Linked DNA regions of Triticum aestivum: region 2 is linked to region 1. The links are chromatin contacts, called in public Hi-C maps. All regions are on one chromosome and are shown on one strand. Each heading gives the region's core, a stretch centred on a gene start, on an enhancer-like site or on the middle of the called end of the contact. The rest is flanking DNA. Distances are from core to core; before and after follow the strand shown.

Region 1 (4,340 bases), core at 991-3,490:
GCACAAGCCATCCAGGATCACAGTCCGGAGGTACACCCAACAATCGGAGTTGAGTTGGACGGGCCCTGTTATTTTTCCTTTGCTTCAGCGCCGCAGTTCGTTGGCCTGCCCGAACAATTAACAGGTCAGGTGCAACCAAATCGCGCAGGCGACGTCAAACAGCCGATTCCCCGACCATTCGGTTAAGCAACCAACTTGAACTTGCTGACGAAGCATATAGAGAACTAAATAATACTACTATGCCACCACCGCCAGGAGCGAAATGAAATCTCTAGCACCGCCTCTTCTTTTTCTCGGCAGACGTAGCCACTCCGAAGAACAGTGCTGCATAACGTAAAAAACGTCCACGTTGCTGCTAAACTATACGCATGTCGGCCAGCAGAGACAGTTACACGTTTGTTTAGTTGCCACATAGTAATGCACTTGGTACCTACAGTACGTATTACTGACCGATGCGACGAGAAGCCGTCCGTCTCAGCTCGAAAACAGCTCGCGAAAACGACGAGGTTATGGGCGCAGCGTAGTGTTTTGTGACATGCTAAGGTTTGGCCACCTGTTACGACGCCCGATGTCACGGAGAAGCTGCGGTCAGCAGCCAAATTATTCGCCTAACCGGATAGCACTGGACGCTAGACACTTGGACAGAAAAGGCGAATATTCATGTAAAAGAAAGGCGAGGATAAAAAAATGTTGAAAAGGAAGAAAAGCGATGCTCGGGAAGGATACTGTAATCATGCTCCATCATCATGGCACGGTGCAATCACGCTGAGAACAACATGCGCCTACTTTTACGGAAAAGTCAGAGCAAACAAATGGTTCCATTCCATCCCTGCAAAAGAAAAGAAAGATAACGAATTATTTGATTTCATGTGAAGTTTCTGCGTCATAAACAACTCGAAAAACTGACTGCATCAAAATTAGTGCCTGTTCCTGAAGCATCTTTGGATCCCTTTGGACCTCTTTCCAAGGAGAACGGCAGGGAATTGGAAGTTACTACGTACTGTGGCCATGATGAAACCAGCCAGAAAAAATGAAGGAGCACTCTGCACACGCATGCGAGCAACTGTATCAGTATAATTGATTGCCAATCAGCAAAAGCGACCGCACGGACGGCAACGTTCCCGGCGGCATGGCATGGGAGCCACGACGCGCAACACCACAAAAGAAGTGACCGCAACATCTTCCACTCACCTCTTCAACGTGTCATTGCGCATACATACCACTTTCTCCCGCAAGGACACGCATCAGCTCAAGTGGCCATCTTCCTGATACAGTATAAAACTTCTGAATGGCCCTTTGCCCCAAATCTTCGTTTGTAGTATTGTTAAGCTTTCGGTATTTGAATACAAGGATTCATTCTTGATTTCAGTATTTCACTTTTTTTTGAACCAGGCATAATCCTTTTCCATTACTTTTCATAATGGAAATACATACGTTTTCACCAAAGGTTCAGAAGGAAACTAGAAAGGGGAAAGCGAGTTCAGCGCATCTTTGGGAAACCCACTGTAAGCACTCGTCGTCGAGCAGCTCACTGGGGGATTTCAGTATTTCACTTATTCAAAACAATATATACGCGCCATAAATCCCATTTCATTGGAAGGCCAAATCGCTCTATCAATGAAAATGATATGCAAGCTTTGATATTCTCATAGAAAGACACCGCAAACATTATTTCCTTTGACAAATGATATTTTCGTCCAATCATCTTATCAAGCTGATACAACCGGCCTGCGCAAAAAATCTTGCTTCACTCCCAAAATGTCGCTGCAAAAAGTGACGCTGCTCGTGAAAGGATAATTAGTTTTTGTCATTTCCGAGGGGTTTCTCAGCAATAAATCCCATTTCAGTGGAAGGCCAGAGCTCTTGATACGCAAACTTTGCATATTCTCGATTGAAAAGAAGGTAAAAGCTATAGACAGGCACCGCAAACATCTTTTCCTTTGATAAAACAATATCTTCGTTCAGTCGTCTTATCAAGCTGATACAACCGGATTGCGCAAAAATCTTGCCTCAGTCCCAAAGTGAGGGCTGCAAAAGATGACACTGCTCGTGAAGGGATAATTAGTTTTTGCCCTTTCCGAGGGGTTTCTCAGCGTGCGAAGTGCACTTCTTAAAGCCCTCCCCCTTCTCCCTAATTCTAGCTTCCTGACAAATACACAATCCACTGGGGAAAAAAAGGACATGTCAGTACCGAGAAAAAAGAAAAAGTAATACTACCAAGTAAACAAAAGCAGTGGGCGCAAAAGAGACCTTTTTCCGGAGCATAAGTTATTGGGCGTTGCAGCGGTGCTGCTGTGTTCCCAGTCTCAGAGCCTGCCTGCAGAGTGCAGACGGCCAGACGGGTGCTGCAGTGACCAACGCGGCAGCCATGACCACGACCACGGCCACGACCAAGATGAGGGGGAGAGGAGCTGCGGCCATTGGAGCGGCGCTGCTGTTCTTGGCCACCGCCTCCTTGGGGGCTCATGCCAACACCGACTCCAACGATGGTAAGCGAGTTGTATTATTACTTCTTGTACTCAATTTTCTTTTCTTTTGGTTTGATTTTACTTCGGAAAACCAACAAACAATGCATTTCTTAGCTTGACTGAGTAGCAACGGATGGGGGAAAATCTGTGTTCTTGGTTCCTCCTTCCCCCCTGCTTTGGTCGGTTCACCTCAGTGCAGATAGGCCGCTTTCGGTACCCATTCCTGGATTCCTGAAATTTTAGGTTTAGATGGAAACAGGAAACCATTGTGCTAAGAAGATGCGTTTCGGCTCAGGAGAGGAAGCTGGAAGATTCATGGACCCAACGGTCTCATTCGACCCGTCCTTGCTTTATGCTTTTGGTCAATTTGGAGCTCTGCTTTGTTCATTGGCATCCCATAAACATTTTCCTTGGTTGTCAGTTAACCAAACCAAGTAAAGATGTTTCTTACTTTCTTTAGCTCTTCGTTTGTTCCTGCTGCCTTTTTTTATCCTTTCTTGGTGGGAATTTTAGGGTTGTTGCAGTTTGGGACGAACAAATAGCAGAGTTTTCAGAAGTTATAATTTTCCTTAATTATAATATTTTCCTAGTGGTGATGCTAAATTTGTGGCAAGTTCTAGATTTCTTGGTTTTATCCACCTAGATGTCTGACTTCAGCAGAGAGTTTCTGAAAAATTAGTTCATTTGTTCTTTTATGCCTGGTTTTGTGCGGGGTTGCAGACAGCTGCTAGTCCGAAAAAAATGTTTGTGTGATTGCCAAAATAACCCAGCTCTTGGTTCTATTAATATTTCATTTGGTTCGAGAATCAAACTAGTCTTGATGAACATTTGGTTACAGAATAATGGGGATACCTTGTTAGACATGACTACTTATTTGCAAAAGTCAACTTCGAAATCGTCGATGGTACAGACAAGTTAAGTACAGTATTATTTTCCAATTTGGAAGTAAGACAAGTTAAGTATGATTCTGAAACGTACTATATAAAACTATCAGTGTTTACAAAATCTTTAGTGACCAATTCCAGCATGCAGGAATGAACTAAATCATACATAACATCACTATCCTTCACACTATTACAACATTAGCAAGACAAGTTTGGTATTATTTGGAAGCCGTACTATATATAAAATTAATAATTGTTTACAAAATCTTTAGTGGCCAATTCCAACACTCAGGAATGAACTGAATCATACATAACATCACTAGCCTTCACACTATTACAACATTAGCGATGGAATGAGTAACCACATTTGCATTCCCATTAGACGAGTTAAGTATTGGTTATGTGCAGAAGGAAGGGCAGGGCAGCCCCAGTGCATGTAGCTCCCGCTTGCGCAGGGTCTGGGGAAGGGTCCGACCACTTTGGGTCGGAGGAAATTTAAAGGAAATATTGCTACATAATGAACTAAACGATAATTTCCTTTTGCTTTTTTGTGTTGAAAAAATACTTTCATTGGGAAGACCAAAGTAAGAACAAAACATCGTTACTCATTTATCTGAAATATCGATCCACAAGCATTACTGATTCTCCCAAAATCTGCATTTGCCTATGCAGTGACAGCCCTCAATGTCTTCTATACAACAATGAACCACCCACCCCAGCTGAAAAACTGGGTGTCACAAAATGGAGATCCCTGCGGGCAGTTGTGGCAGGGGATCACTTGCTCGGGTTCCAGAGTGACAGCAATGTGAGCTGAGATTCAGATGTGGTGTTTTTGCAAGTCACAACTGTTTATCCTTCTTATCTGATATTTATTTATCCTAATACCTGACAGAAACTTACCGGGCATGAGTCTTAACGGGACTTTGGGTTACAATATGAACCTACTGACTGCACTAGTTCAGCTGTTAGTGAGATCTCTCTCATCCCA
Region 2 (4,340 bases), core at 773-3,272, 210 kb before region 1:
GAAATTTTCCCAGACTAATCACTGAATATGTATTGACTTTATGGAATTTTTCCTGATTTATTTGAAAACTTTGACATTTTGAAACAAATTTGGCTGAATCTTGCAAAAATTGTCCAAACTCTAAAACAGCTTGCCAAAGGGCTAAAACGTTTCCAGATTGATTATTGAATATGTATTGAATTAAATGAAATTTTCCAGACCATTTTGAACAATTTGTTTTTTGAATGAAATTTGGCTGAATCTCGAACTGTCCGGCCTTTAAAACGGCTAGGCAAAACGGGCTGCAAATTTGCCACATTTATCATTGGAGATGCATAGAATTACTGGATTTTTTTAAGGATTTTGCGTAACCAAAATTGGCCAATCTTATGAAAATTTTACAGATTTAAAAACGACTAAGCAAAATAGGCCGAAACATTCCCAAATTTATCATTAAAGATGTATTGAGTTACTGGAATTTTTTTCGATAATTTTGAAAACTTTGAATGTTTGAAACAAGTTTGGTCGAGTCTTACCAAACTGTATAAACTTTAAACGGTTGGGCAAAATGGGCAAAAAATTTCCCAGGTTGATTATACAAGATGGACTGAATTACTGGCTTTTAAAGGTATTTTTGAATTTTTTAAAAAAAAATCAGTCAAGTTGGCTTAATCTTAGAAGAACTATACAGATTTAAAAAAAAATCATTTTTCTGTGACTCCCAGGACCCACACGTCATGTTTATCATTAAGTGGCCAATTGGAGCAGTTGTGTGCTTTTTTGTTACTATACTTAGTCCTAGACTGGCGGGTATTAGTTAAAATCCCTATACTTGTAGTTTTGTATTACCTTAGTCCTAAATGTTGTGTATTTATTCAGTTTCTTTGAATATTTAATCAGGTTTGAATGTTATAACATTTTCTATAGGTTCGAGAGGTTCGTCCAGGGGCGAAATTCGACAAGGGAGACGCCGTCAAGTATCTCCTCCAGCAGCTCACCAACAAACATAGCTGGGACAGCTCTCGGATCTTACCAATCTATATTGGTGATGATAAGACCGATGAAGACGCTTTTAAGGTAAAAAACTTCAGAACATCATCTGAACAGTGAGACCTAATGGATTTAAAGCTTCATTTGGAAGAAGAAAAAAAATCTACTTTGTTGCATTCAGGTGCTTTCTGAGGAGGGTGGATTTGGGATCCGCGTCTGCAAGTGGCGCAAGAGGACTGCAGCTGAGTACTCTCTAAAGAACCCCAGTGAGGTAATGAATCTAGGCTCACGAGTATGCATGCAATCTTTTTAGCTGTATCCAACAAATTGAATGCTAAATAATTTTAATTGTTCTCAGGTGAAAGAGTTCCTAGAGAAGCTGGTGCGCTGGAGGAGAGAACAGGACCAAGTTTGAATTCCTTGGAAGTTGCAACAGCCCATTTGGAGCGGCGCAAATAAGTGAACGCCCAATTTTAGCGAAAGCGAACATAGGATGAAAGAAATAAAACCAAAACATTGCTGAAGCTGGTGATGGAGAAGTTGACTATATATTTTCTGTAGTAAGTACATACCTGGTGATGGAGTGACTATTTTTTCAAATCCTGCAACCAAATTGGAATGGGGCGTTACAAAGCGCCGTGGTCAGCAGCACCGTTGGCAGAGGGGCATTCGGAGTACTGGATTGCTTCATGCGAAGCAGGGGCGCATCTGACCGCCTTTTTTTTTGGAGTAGGATGTCCAGCACAAGGGTGGTCAGAGGAGACCGGATGTAGGAAAGCGGGAGAGGACTTCGCCGGAGGGATCGACGGAGTTTTTAGGGGAAGGGAGAGAAACGCCGGATGGGGAGGGGGCGCCGCCGCCGCTATCTAGAGGAAACGATCCGTACGAGTCAACGAGGCGAACCGGTGAAAAAAACGTAGGAATGGCCGAGAGCTAATGGGCCGTCCAGAGGAAACGATCAGCGTTGCGGGCCGATTTCCAACCTTAGGGGCTGTTGGGCTCTCGATCCGTTTGGAAGTAATTTTCCTAGGAGCATCTTTTATTTTCCTCTCCTCCCTCTCTCTCCGTGCCAAGCGGTCAGCGGCGTCCCTCTTCCTCCCGAGCGACACGGCGACACGCTCTGCCCGGTCCGCCGCAAGTTGGACTCCTCCGCCGCCGCAACGCCCACCTCTCTCCGACGCACCGCATCAGATTGAGGTAGGCCTCGCCTTCCTCGGTTTCTCCGTCGGCCGTCGCCCTCCCTTCGCGTGTGGATGCGCGCGCGTCCACTGCCCCTGCCCAACCTAGGGTTAAGACTTAAGAGTAGCCTGTTATTGCGTATATATTGCGTATTGACTCTGTTATTTCGTCCTCTCATTATCTCATGTATTATCTACCGACCCAATTTGCCTTAGCAGCTAGGGTTGAATATCCATTGGCTCCTCCAGCTCACGCATTACAATTGGTTATTAAATTGGAGTGCCCTGCTTGTCATCATTGGGAGTTGGCAGGGTGGCACCCAGCAAGTAGAAGCAAGTTATTTGAAACAAAAAAGGTCTGAAGAAAATCATTGTGCTACATTGGTGGCAGTAGTATTACATGCTTAGTTAACAGATTGATGACCTAGAGGCTAGAGCTAGGGAAGAGCAAGCCTCAGATCTGATTGAGCTGCTAGTTATTTCTCCTTTTTTGTCTCTAATTGATGACCGAGAGGGCAAAGCATCGTATTTCTTTAGGATAGGACTACTCAAATCGTTGGCCCATTTACTTGCTTATCGGATGAATTTTGAGTTAAGGGTACCCTCCCCAAACCCCAAGCCTCACATCAAGTCTGCCTCTGCATGACTGCTTCAATTTGGGGATTCCTTCATCAACCTTGATGCTGATTTTGCTGCAGCACTATCTCCTGTTTGCACCTTGCATTGCATCTGTCATGTCAGCCACACCTGAAACTGCATCTTGATCACATGTCCCAGGCTCGCCCACAGCTGCAACAAATTCCTCAAACACTTGCATATATTATCTCCTGCCAAATTATTCTGCTTTTTATGAGCTGAAATCACTGTATCAGGAGTGAATATTGGATCCATCTCCTATGCTCATTTGCTATGTTTTTAAGGCGACGCCTTACCGCCTTAGGGAGGGGGGGGCGCTTTGGCGCCTAGGCGACGCCTAGGCGGGCGCTTTGGACGCCTAGGCGCCCAAAGCGGTCGATTTTCCAAAGCGGAGGGGGAGCGCTTCGACGCCTAGGCGTCGCCTAGGCGTCGCCTTAGGGACGCTTTAAAAACATAGCTCATTTGAATGTGCTTTACTGTAAGAGCTCAGAGAATGAGCATAGGAGATGGATCCAATACTGGATACTGGGTCCATCTTAAATAGTTGTTAGAAATTATCTGTCACGTGTCCAGATTGCAAATGTTGTACAGTATAGCACATTCAATTGCCATGTAGTGAGATGTCAAGTTGTCTTGTAGAAAAAGTACTTTCTGACAACAAAGTCACATGATTGCTAATTTAGAAACTGCCGGCCATGGCAAGTTAACACCATTTGTGTTTGGACGGTAGTTTGAGACGGTAAGAGCTCAACTACCAATTCATTTCTTGAGTGAAACTACCAATTGGTTGACCCAGTTGAGTCATACTATTTCTCTTTGAAGGGTTCTTTATTGTTTTTCCTATATGAATTATTGTTTTTTCAAAAAACTCTGTTCAAACTTTTACACTTCTCGGTTCGAAAAATCGTACCTAATGTTGGATCTGAATATAAATAGGGCCAGCCGAGCTCTCACACATGTCTGGACGTGAGGTTCGTGAGTACACTAACCTCAGCGACCCTAAAGGTTAGTGATTTCATCATTCTCCAGTCCCAGTGTGGACAAGTGGTTCTTCTCCTTTTTGGTTTATTGGACATTTTCTTAAATCAAATCATCACCTTTGGGGTTATGCATATGCAGATAGAAAGTATGGGAAGGGGAAGGACAAGATCGACGATGAGGATGTCACCTTCCAGCGCATGGTAGCAAAGGTTAACCGGAATGCTCTTGCAAAAATAATTCTGATTAAATTGTGAATAAATTGAGTTATAATTACTTAGTAGCATTGTCCTGGTAGGTATCTTATTTTTAGGAAATTAGTTTAGCTATCAAAATCTAAGTTACATTATCGATTCTCACATTCGAATATTGGATACTTTGAAATGAGGGTCATGGAAAGAAAGAGGTCTGTTTGAGTTTTGACATGGTATTGTGCTTGTACAGATATAGATAAGTGCAGAAGGCCTTTGATATGTTTGTACCAATGAGCTTAAATTCAGGGAATTTACTTTGGATTGTGAGAAATCATTCAACGTGATCAGGAAAAAGATCAAGGCTGTCTTAGGTTTAGGTAGCATA

The links. A called contact is a pair of places that touch in the nucleus more often than the background predicts.
Region 2: a contact with region 1 is called in a Hi-C map of leaf, with 3 times the contacts expected there. The contact joins the promoter of LOC123187935 here to the promoter of LOC123187932 in region 1. A contact is called at or near these places in 3 of 5 Hi-C or Micro-C datasets (all in leaf).

Annotation. Positions count from the first base shown.
Region 1 is chr2A:123,726,571-123,730,910 of IWGSC CS RefSeq v2.1, reverse strand. It overlaps LOC123187932 (folate synthesis bifunctional protein, mitochondrial), which reads left to right and starts at 2,240. Exons shown (of 17, transcript XM_044599934.1): 1 at 2,240-2,489; 2 at 4,025-4,157; 3 at 4,245-4,316. The coding sequence starts at 2,369.
Region 2 is chr2A:123,936,807-123,941,146 of IWGSC CS RefSeq v2.1, reverse strand. It overlaps LOC123187935, which reads left to right and starts at 2,022. Exons shown (of 7, transcript XM_044599942.1): 1 at 2,022-2,166; 2 at 3,720-3,788; 3 at 3,903-3,973. It overlaps LOC123191582 (probable trehalose-phosphate phosphatase 5), which reads left to right. Exons shown (of 15, transcript XM_044604259.1): 13 at 907-1,056; 14 at 1,151-1,240; 15 at 1,328-1,384. The coding sequence ends at 1,384.